2 separate regions of the Mus musculus genome follow, and region 2 is linked to region 1. The links are chromatin contacts, called in public Hi-C maps. All regions are on one chromosome and are shown on one strand. Each heading gives the region's core, a stretch centred on a gene start, on an enhancer-like site or on the middle of the called end of the contact. The rest is flanking DNA. Distances are from core to core; before and after follow the strand shown. Region 1 has its middle 110 kb from the start of Lrfn2. Region 2 holds the start of Lrfn2 (leucine rich repeat and fibronectin type III domain containing 2).

Region 1 (4,301 bases), core at 668-3,167:
CCCAGGATGGCAATGATAGAAGCAATTCGAAGAGAAGAAGGCAGAGGCTCAGATGGAACTTCTCGGCATGGACCAAGAGACTGATGACATCCATCAAGAGGCTCCCAGTGGGAGAGCTCAGTTGCCTCTAATGCTCTGGAGAGCCATCAACGACAGGGACTCTGCAGTTGGAAGCAGCCCCTTGCATGGCCAGCCACACCGCTCTTAATAGCTGAAACATTCTTTATATTACTCTAATTTTTCCCCTATAACTTCCATTTCCTCCTCAGGGGGGTGTGCTGGTTGTTTATTTATGTATGTATTAATTTAGCCAACTTGACACAAGCTAGAGTTATCAGAGAAGAGGCCACCTCAATTGAAAAGATGCCTCTGTAAGATGGCTTATGGCACCTTGGTGACATGGGAGGTCCTAGCTCACGGTGGGCAGTGTCACCCCGGGCAGGTGATCTCAGGTGGTGTGAAAGATCAGGCTGAGCAAGCCTCGTAGAGCAAGACCATAGGCAGTACTCTTCCGTTGGCCATGATTCAGTCAGTTTCTGCCTCTGGGTCTCTGCCTTGCGCTCCTGCCCTGACTTCCCTCCATGATGAACTACAAACTATGGGCTGACATTAACCCTTTCCTCCACAGGCAGCTTTTGCTCATGGTGTTTGCTAAAGCAATCGAGAGCAAACTAGGACAAGGGAGCTCACTAATTCTTCTCAATGGAAAGTGACTCAGAGATGGCTTTGTGCATGACCCTGAGCTGTGTGGACTCCCCACAAACACTTCTGGGGTCATTGTTTGCTTGTATTCATTTCGGGGGCTTTCCTAATACTGGCATCCTGGTCAACTCTTTCTAGACAAACTGAATTGACTGGTGCTGTGTGTGTGTGTGTGTGTGTGTGTGTGTGTGTGTGGTGTTTGTGTGGTGTGTTTGTGTGTGATGTGGGTATGTCTGTGTGTGGTGGGTGTGTGTTAATCTGTGTGTGTGTATGTGTGGTGAGTTTGTATGTGATGTATGTTTGTGTGTGTTTGTATGTGTGTGGTGTATATGTTTGTGTGTATGGTATGTATGGTGTTGCGTGTCATGTGTATGTATATGTATGTATATGTATGTGTATATGTGTGTGTGCGTGTATGAGTGTGTTTGTGTTATGTGGTGTGGTACTGTGTGAGATATAATATTTATGTGTATGTATATATGCCTTTGGGCGTGTATGTGTGTGTTTGTGTGTGTATATGTATGCATGTGTGTGTTTGTATGTGTATTTACATTACATTTGTGTTCATTTGTGTGTGTGGTGGTTCTCTGTGTGTGTTAAATGTGTGTGTATGTTGATTGTGTGTGTGTATGCTTATGTGTGTGTTTATGTATGTATCTATGTATGTGTTTATGTGTGTTTACATGTGTGTTTATTTGTATGTGGGTGGGTTTTTGTGTGTGTGTGTGTTTGTATGTGTGTGTGTGTGTGTGTGTGTGTGTGTGTGCACATGCATGTGAAGGTCAGAGGTTGCTTTCTTCACTTATTTTTTTCCACTTACTCCTCCACTTATTTTTGAGACAGGCTCTCTCACTGACCTGGGCTCACCAGTTCCACTGGATTATCTGTTAAGCTCCAGAAATTCTTCTGTCTCAGCCTCCGCAGATCTGGGATTACAGGTGTGAGGGCCCACACTTAGAATTTTGACATGAATGAGAAGGATTGAACCCAGGTCCTCTTGCTTACATACAAGCAATTCACCAACTGAGCCCCACTCCCAGCACGCCCCCTAACGCCCTTTAAAGTTATGGCACCGGAACCAGACCAGTTCTGCTGCTATCTGGGTGACTGCAGGGGACCTCTGCACAGATCCTACTCAGCAGACCTGAGGAGCCTGAGGCTCGGAGCGATGACTTCCCTAAGATCACAGCCATGACTCAGGGTTGTCAGATGACAAAGGCTGAGTTGGTTCCACTACCCAAAGTGATGACTAAGGCATTTTCAGCCTGGGGCTGAGGAAGCTTAGAGACAAGAAACCCTGAGGCCTTCCATCCACTGAGACTAAGAGGAAGACTCAGGAAAGAGAGGGGCCCTGCAGCAAGGCCCCTTTCTTCGCACAGGGCTGCTGAGCCCTGATAACTGCAATGCTGCAGCTGCTGCCACTAGGGAACGTGGCACTCAGATCTGAGTCACCAGCCCAGTACCTTCCTCTGACAGCACACCACACCCTGAGAGCTTAGTATCATCAGCAGGAAACCCCGGAACACAGAGTCTCCTTTTCTCATGATTATTCTAGTGTGTTTTAGGCAAATAGCTCGACTGAAGCTGAATAAAGCCCTCAGCTGTTCAGAGTCTGTGACAGACAGGGAATAACTTGACAATTCATCAGAGGGTGTGTGTGTGTGTGTGTGTGTGTGTGTGTGTGTGTGTGTATGTGTGTGTGTGTATACTTGTGTGCTTGTGCATGTGTGCATGATGTGTATACACGACGCAGCCTAAAACAACTCTCATATTTCTTATTTATAGGCCTCTGATATCATCTGACAGGAATCCTTTTCTTAAGTGAAATATTGATAGGTTTACTCTGCAACCTTAAGTGTGTCTCCTAAATTGCTGTAATTAAGGCTGGCAAAGCAGGGCAGCAACAAAGAGAGGAAACCTGAGATAGTGGACCACAGAACATGGATGTGCATGTGGGCACACACGCTCGAACACACACACACACACACACACACACACACACACACACACACACACACACTCATTGCTCATTTGGATTAACAATCACCAACCCCGAGCAGAGAAGAGCAGATGGCTGAAATCCTCATGATTCTTCTGAAAGGACAGCTCTGAGCCTGCTCCATCCAAGACACTGGAGCCTGCTGTATAACAGTAATCAAGGGCTCATTCCATCGGCCACCTATGCTTATCATCTGCGGCCTCGTGGCTTTCGAGGACTGAGAATCAGATCTTCCGGTCAGGAGTTGCTCATTCAGAGGGAGAATCTTAGCTCCTCCTGGAGGAAGGACACACAGGCTGTGGCCCTGGGGACAGGCCTGTTGGTACCCATGAGTGGAGCTGGATGAAAGGAACTTAAGAGGTGGGGGGAGGTGATGGAATGCAAAGGAGATGAAAGCAGGCCAGGAAAGGCTTGAAGCCAGGGGACCTCAAGCAGGACCTGACCCTCACTCTCTGGTTCATGGTCAGAGGGAAGAAGCTCCTACATGCCTGTTGATTGCCCCTAGGCCTTGGTTCTGCATGCTGGGAGCCGTGGTCCTTTCCTTATCCTTTCTGGGGTCTGTTTTTAATCTCATCTGTCTCGCCCACCTTCCTGTTCCTCTATCTCTCCCATCTTGTTCCCTCTCTCCTTTCCTCCCCTCCTATTTTCTTTCTCCTTTCCAAGGAGTATCAGAAACAGTGGTAAACATTCATCAGAAAGGATTTAATTAAAATGTTACACACTCGGCTGCAGACCGGTCGCTTCTGCAGACTGGTCGCTTTGCCAGCACCCTGTCCTCACAGCGGTTAATTATTTAAACGGAAGCGATGGTGCCCGCACTGCGCATGAGAGATTAACATATTAATGGAGGTGATTGTGCCATAGCCCTGCCAAAGCCTCAGTGGGGCTGTCCTCAAAGTGCATCAACTGTGCCTGCCCAGGTGCCCCTTCCTTCTAAAGCCATGAGTGGAAGCAGGGAGGGGCACTCTTCTTTCTGAGAACTTTCTATCAACCTGAGGAAATGGTAGCGGTTGGAGGAGAGGTGATGGGTGTCACTTGTCGGGAATACTCATTCTAGACAAGGACGAGAGAGTGGGACGAAAGGGAAACTCCACAGAGTGTGGGAGCAGGCGGGACGCAGACTGAGTGCAACTGCCACCGAATAGCTATTAGCAGCTGACAAGAGTTGCCTTAGAGATTATAAATTTGGTTGGATTGGTGCAAGATGGGAAGATAAGTCAGGCCTGGGTGTGTCTGCTGGAAGGACTGAGTCTTATTGTGTTCATTCATTCATTCATTCATTCATCCAGCTCTATATGTTCATCATTCATCTCTCTGTGTGTGCAGACAAGTCCATTGATCTGTACACGCGTGCGCTTATGCACCGGGAGGTCAGAGTTCTCTGTCTTACGGCTCCCTCGTCTACTCTCCACCTCACTTTTTGAAGCAGGGTCTCTCTCTCTGAATTTGGAACTAGCTGTCTTGGCTAGACTTGTGAGCCAGCAATCCCCAGGAATCCTCCTGTCTCAGCCTCTCAGTGTTTGGATTTATAGGTGCATATCATTGAGTTTGGAGGCCTTTGTGCTTGGATGGCAAATGCTTTGCTGACTGGGTCATCTCC
Region 2 (4,301 bases), core at 841-3,340, 110 kb before region 1:
CTCCCCAGCTGCTCACATTTCTAGGCCTTGGGAAAAAGCCCATACTTCAAAGAAAGATATTGGAGCTCAGCCTCCTCCCAACCATGACAGACCCTGTCCTGTACCAGGAGCTGTCCCTGGGAGCTGGCCTACCGAGGAACATCGCTAGAAGCTTCACCAGAAGTGATGGGTTTGCTGCTTGTGTTCTGGGGTTGAGGGCAAGAAGATTAGGAATTACCATTGGGGCAGGAATTAGACCAGAGCTGGACGGCTAGGGAAGGGGGCCTGCAGCAGAGCATAGGAGGGAGGGGAGAGAAGGGCCATATAATTCTGTAACCCCTGCCTACAGCAGAGGGACAGGATGTACCACAGTCCATGGGGGTGGGGTGGGGAGAGGAGCAGCACTGGGTCAGGAAGGCTTGACACTTTAAGCACAGGTCTTCCAGGCCCAACCCTCTCTCACTTTCTGCCTCTGACAGGCTCCCTAAACCCGTCCCACTGCCCTGTTGGCTGCATGGCTTGCTATTTTTCAACTCTGTCTGAACCCAGGACATGGGACAAAAGCCTAGTTTATTTGCTTGCATCCACCAGCCTTCCTGATGCTCAAGCAAGAGTTTCCACCAGGCCCCCGCCCAAGTGCATCAACCCACCTCTGTCCTGAAACCTGGAACTCCACAGCTAGCTTGGAGGTTACCTGGTTACTTTCTTCCTTAGCTGGGTTTCCACTCTGCCCCAGGGGTCAGATCTTTCAAGCCACAGACAGACAAACAGACAGACAGACATGGACAGACACAGACAGACAGACAGACAGACACACATGCAAATGCACTGCTTTAACCAGGACAGAGGGCTAACATTTCTAGGCATGCATGTGGCTCCAGCTCAGAGGGACAGGCTCTGACAGCCCTCTCCCTGCAGGTGTCTGTCCGTCTGCAGCTGTTTCTGAGTGTACTTGGCATGAGTCGTGCTCGGTTCCTCTGCAGGCTTTGCCTGATTCCTGCTCTCTCTCTCTCTCTCTCTCTCTCTCTCTCTCTCTCTCTCTCTCTCTCAATCTCTCTCTCTTTCGATGATGTCTGGACTCCTTTCCCTGGAACCCAACGCTTCTGTCCTTTGTGCTCTCTGTGGGGAAGGTGGGGAGCAAGGCACTGCCCTCCTCCTGGGAGCTGTCTGCTGGTCTCGGTCTCAATTCTTGCTCAGGCCAGCCTTAGAAGCAGGGCAGGGCTGAGTGAGAGACAGAGGACTACCAACATGGGCATGGCTAACACCGGCTTACATACTGCTTTATCATGGCATTCTCAGCAACCCGAGTGGGCACACAGAGTCCTCCTGATCTTGGTTAGATCTGCCTGAGGCCAGGATAGGGTCCCTGCAACCATGCCTCCCTCCCCTCCTCCACGGCACTCCATCGCTGCCCCCCCCCCTGTCTCCACCCCACCCGTCCAGGAACCAAGCTCCTGAAGACCCCAGAATAGTCACCCAGACCTCAGCACCGTCCTAGCCAGGCCTGGCATGTGCTAACACGCAACAGCATGGTCTAGCGGCAAAGTTCTGCATTCAAGGATTGCCTTTGTAGGAGACTGAGGTCTCTTTCTCCAGCTTCCAAGCCTAACCCAGACCGGTCTGAAGCCTCACCAGGACCCGCTCTCCTCCCTCCCCATCAGTTTCTCCCCTTCCCCCACTCTATCAAAACACAATATAGAAGGAAGGATGGAATAGAGAAGGCATCCACAGGAGTCTATAGGATGGAGGAAGTCCGCAAGTGAGGCAGGAAAAGAGGCAAAGTTCCCCTGTTCCCCCAGGTGCGCACATCCCTGCGCCCATCTCCCGCGGACACCCAGCGTCGCCAAGACGCAGCAGCAGCGACAGCCACTCACCTGGGCAAGGCGGCATCTACCCGTGGCGGGGAGGCTCCAAGGCCGGCTCCGCAGGGCGCCCGGGCTCCTTGGCTCGGCCACGCATCCTTCCTGGCCGGAGACAGGCTCACGCTAAGCGCTCCAGCTGCAGCGATCCAGCGAAGGCAGGCAGATGGTGGCCTCGGACCATCCACGCGGGGAGAGCCCTGAGCAGCTTATTCAGTTATATCCATGGCATTTAGCAAGAAGAAGGGGCGGGAGGGGGAGTACAACTTGTGCTCTTCTCTTCCAGATTTTAAAAAAATAAGGGGGAAAAAGGATAAAAAAAGATAATCCCTTCTAGGAAGATGAGGGTAGGATTTTCCTTGTTGAAGAACCCCCCTGGCATCCCCAGGAACCTGCAGCCTCTTGGAATGTGGGATGTCTTCAAGTTCAGACCAGTCTGTCGTGTGTGTGTGTGTGTGTGTGTGTGTGTGTGAGCAAGGCACTCACACCCACAGGCACACACACACATACACTCCCCCGCACTCCCCGCATGCACACCACTGGCCCCCCCCACGCGTGCGCGCAAAGCGCTCTCTCTCTCTCTCTCTCTCTCTCTCTCACACACACACACACACACACACACACACACACACACACGCAGCGGTCGCACGCACGGATCTGTGAGGATGCTGTGCGGGTTATGCAGGCAGCTGCGGCCAGCGGTGCAGACAGCCTTAGAAACCCAAGGCGCCCCAGGACTCCGAGGCAGAGCGAAGCGCTCTGTCCCCGCCGGGCTCTCCAGCACTGCAGCCCCCAGTGGCCGCTGGCGGAGCTGCAGTAGCTCCGGACCCCAGATCCTGCTTCAGCCGGGATCCACAGCCCCGGAGGATCCTCGGTTCTAGCAGCGTTGGTTCGGAGTAAATGGGTTGGAACTGCAGCCCAGCGGGGCCGCGAGCCCTGAGAACCCCGAGGACCCGCTTGATCCGCCGCGCAGTGACACGACAGCTCCTGCGCACGGTTATCCCCGCGGCCAGGTCGAGTCCGTACTGCCGCCTCTCGTGCAGAGTACGCCTTGCACACAGCTACCAGCCCGCCGCCTGCTGGAGGAAAATTGGACCGCGTTGGCTCGGGGCTGCGGGTGGGGTTGGTGATGGGAGGATCGTGCCCACCCAGCCCTGAACCCAGCTAGGAGCCATCACTTTGGCTCCTATAGCAACCCGTGCTAGTTGCACACGACACACACGACAGACTTTTCCTGAACATTTCAAGACTGTCTAGGCGAATGGAAGCTCTTGTTTGACAGCCCAGCAGACCATCCTCCTCCACCCACCCTCACGTGACATAGTACGATTCCGAGGTTCTAGATTAAAGCGAAATGTCTAAGGCACGTGGTAGGTAGCAGAGTAATCACTCTGGGCTGGTCGTAGGCTTAGAATCACCAAACTAGTTCAGCAGAGTCTTAGTGGCCTCTGGGCTCTCAGTGGCCAGTTTCTGGGGAAGGTAAGCCTAGGGTTTGAAGTGCCGCCGTATATTTCCCTGTAGAGGACATGAACTGGGGAATGCCGATGTTGCTCCAGCTCTTAAAACCAAGGGCAAAGAGCATGCCTCGATTCATGTCTGCTTTCGCTTGTTCCGTGCACCTGTCCCAGATACCCACAGGGAGGCACATGTGTCATGTGGATTATGTCTCTGTGGTCCAACAGTGGCTCGGCTAGACAGGGCTGTACAGAAGAACCTGTCTCTTGCCTATCTGGGCACCCCAGCTGGGTGCATACCTACTGAGGCGCAAACAGCGAGGGAGGTCTCCTGCAGGGCAGGAAGGAAACTGTCAGATTGGTACGCCACAAAGACCCTTGGTGACAAGCTCTTCCCTGCAAAGATTCTGGGTAGCCTGACAGAAAGGAGGTATGGTTAGGATGCAGCTCAGGGTGTAAGGGGTGGGCTGGCCCTGGAAAGAGGGAAGGTGACTCCAGGAAAGAGGCAAGCAGGAGCAGTGGTAGAGGTGGGAAAGAGAGGAAGACATGAATTGCTGAACCTGAGAGAACATGAAGAAAAGAAGGGGACACAGGGGCAGGAAAGAGGCACCTGCTCAGAGCATTCCTCTTTGGTTACCTGGGTTTTGCATAGTGTCATAATTAAGAACTATATTACTATAATGAACATAATAATTTAAAAATGAAACTAAATAGAATAATTTTTAAGGTGGATAGAGTGGAGAGGGCATGCAGTCTGAGGTAATGTCTGAATTCTCCCGATGGGGCGGGGCTGAAGGCTAGACTACTCTAAGTAGACTCATCTATGAAAAGATGGCACTGGAAGAGCAAGGTTAGGCACAGGACCGGACAGAGCTGCATTGAGAAAAGGAAAGATGTTAGAAAGACAAAGACAGAATGGAAGGAAACAATAAAGAAACACTGGGTGTGGGACAGGGCACAGCTAAGACCTCGTTCCTGGAAGAAAGCCAACACAGCTACTCTAAAAGAG

The links. Hi-C and Micro-C count contacts between places; a contact is called where the count stands out from the background.
Region 2: a Hi-C map of cerebral cortex shows a contact between it and region 1, with 6 times the contacts expected there. The contact joins the promoter of Lrfn2 here to the enhancer-like site in region 1. A contact is called at or near these places in 2 of 39 promoter capture datasets (hippocampal neurons and trophoblast stem cells), 1 of 15 datasets of contacts at CTCF or cohesin (embryonic stem cells), 5 of 484 Hi-C or Micro-C datasets (cerebral cortex, cortical neurons, embryonic stem cells and 1 more) and 1 of 115 datasets of contacts at active chromatin or transcription factors (neural progenitor cells).

The regions. Positions count from the first base shown.
Region 1 is chr17:48,823,312-48,827,612 of GRCm38.p6, reverse strand. No RefSeq gene overlaps it. Among named protein-coding and RNA genes, the nearest start is that of Lrfn2, 110 kb to the left of the region's middle. Within about 2 kb of position 1,917, at least 22 of the 459 cell types and tissues checked have an H3K27ac peak or open chromatin away from gene starts, as enhancers often do. A contact at or near this core is called in cerebral cortex, cortical neurons and trophoblast stem cells, where this site is marked.
Region 2 is chr17:48,930,371-48,934,671 of GRCm38.p6, reverse strand. It overlaps Lrfn2 (leucine rich repeat and fibronectin type III domain containing 2), which reads right to left and starts at 2,090. Exons shown (of 3, transcript NM_027452.3): 1 at 1,854-2,090.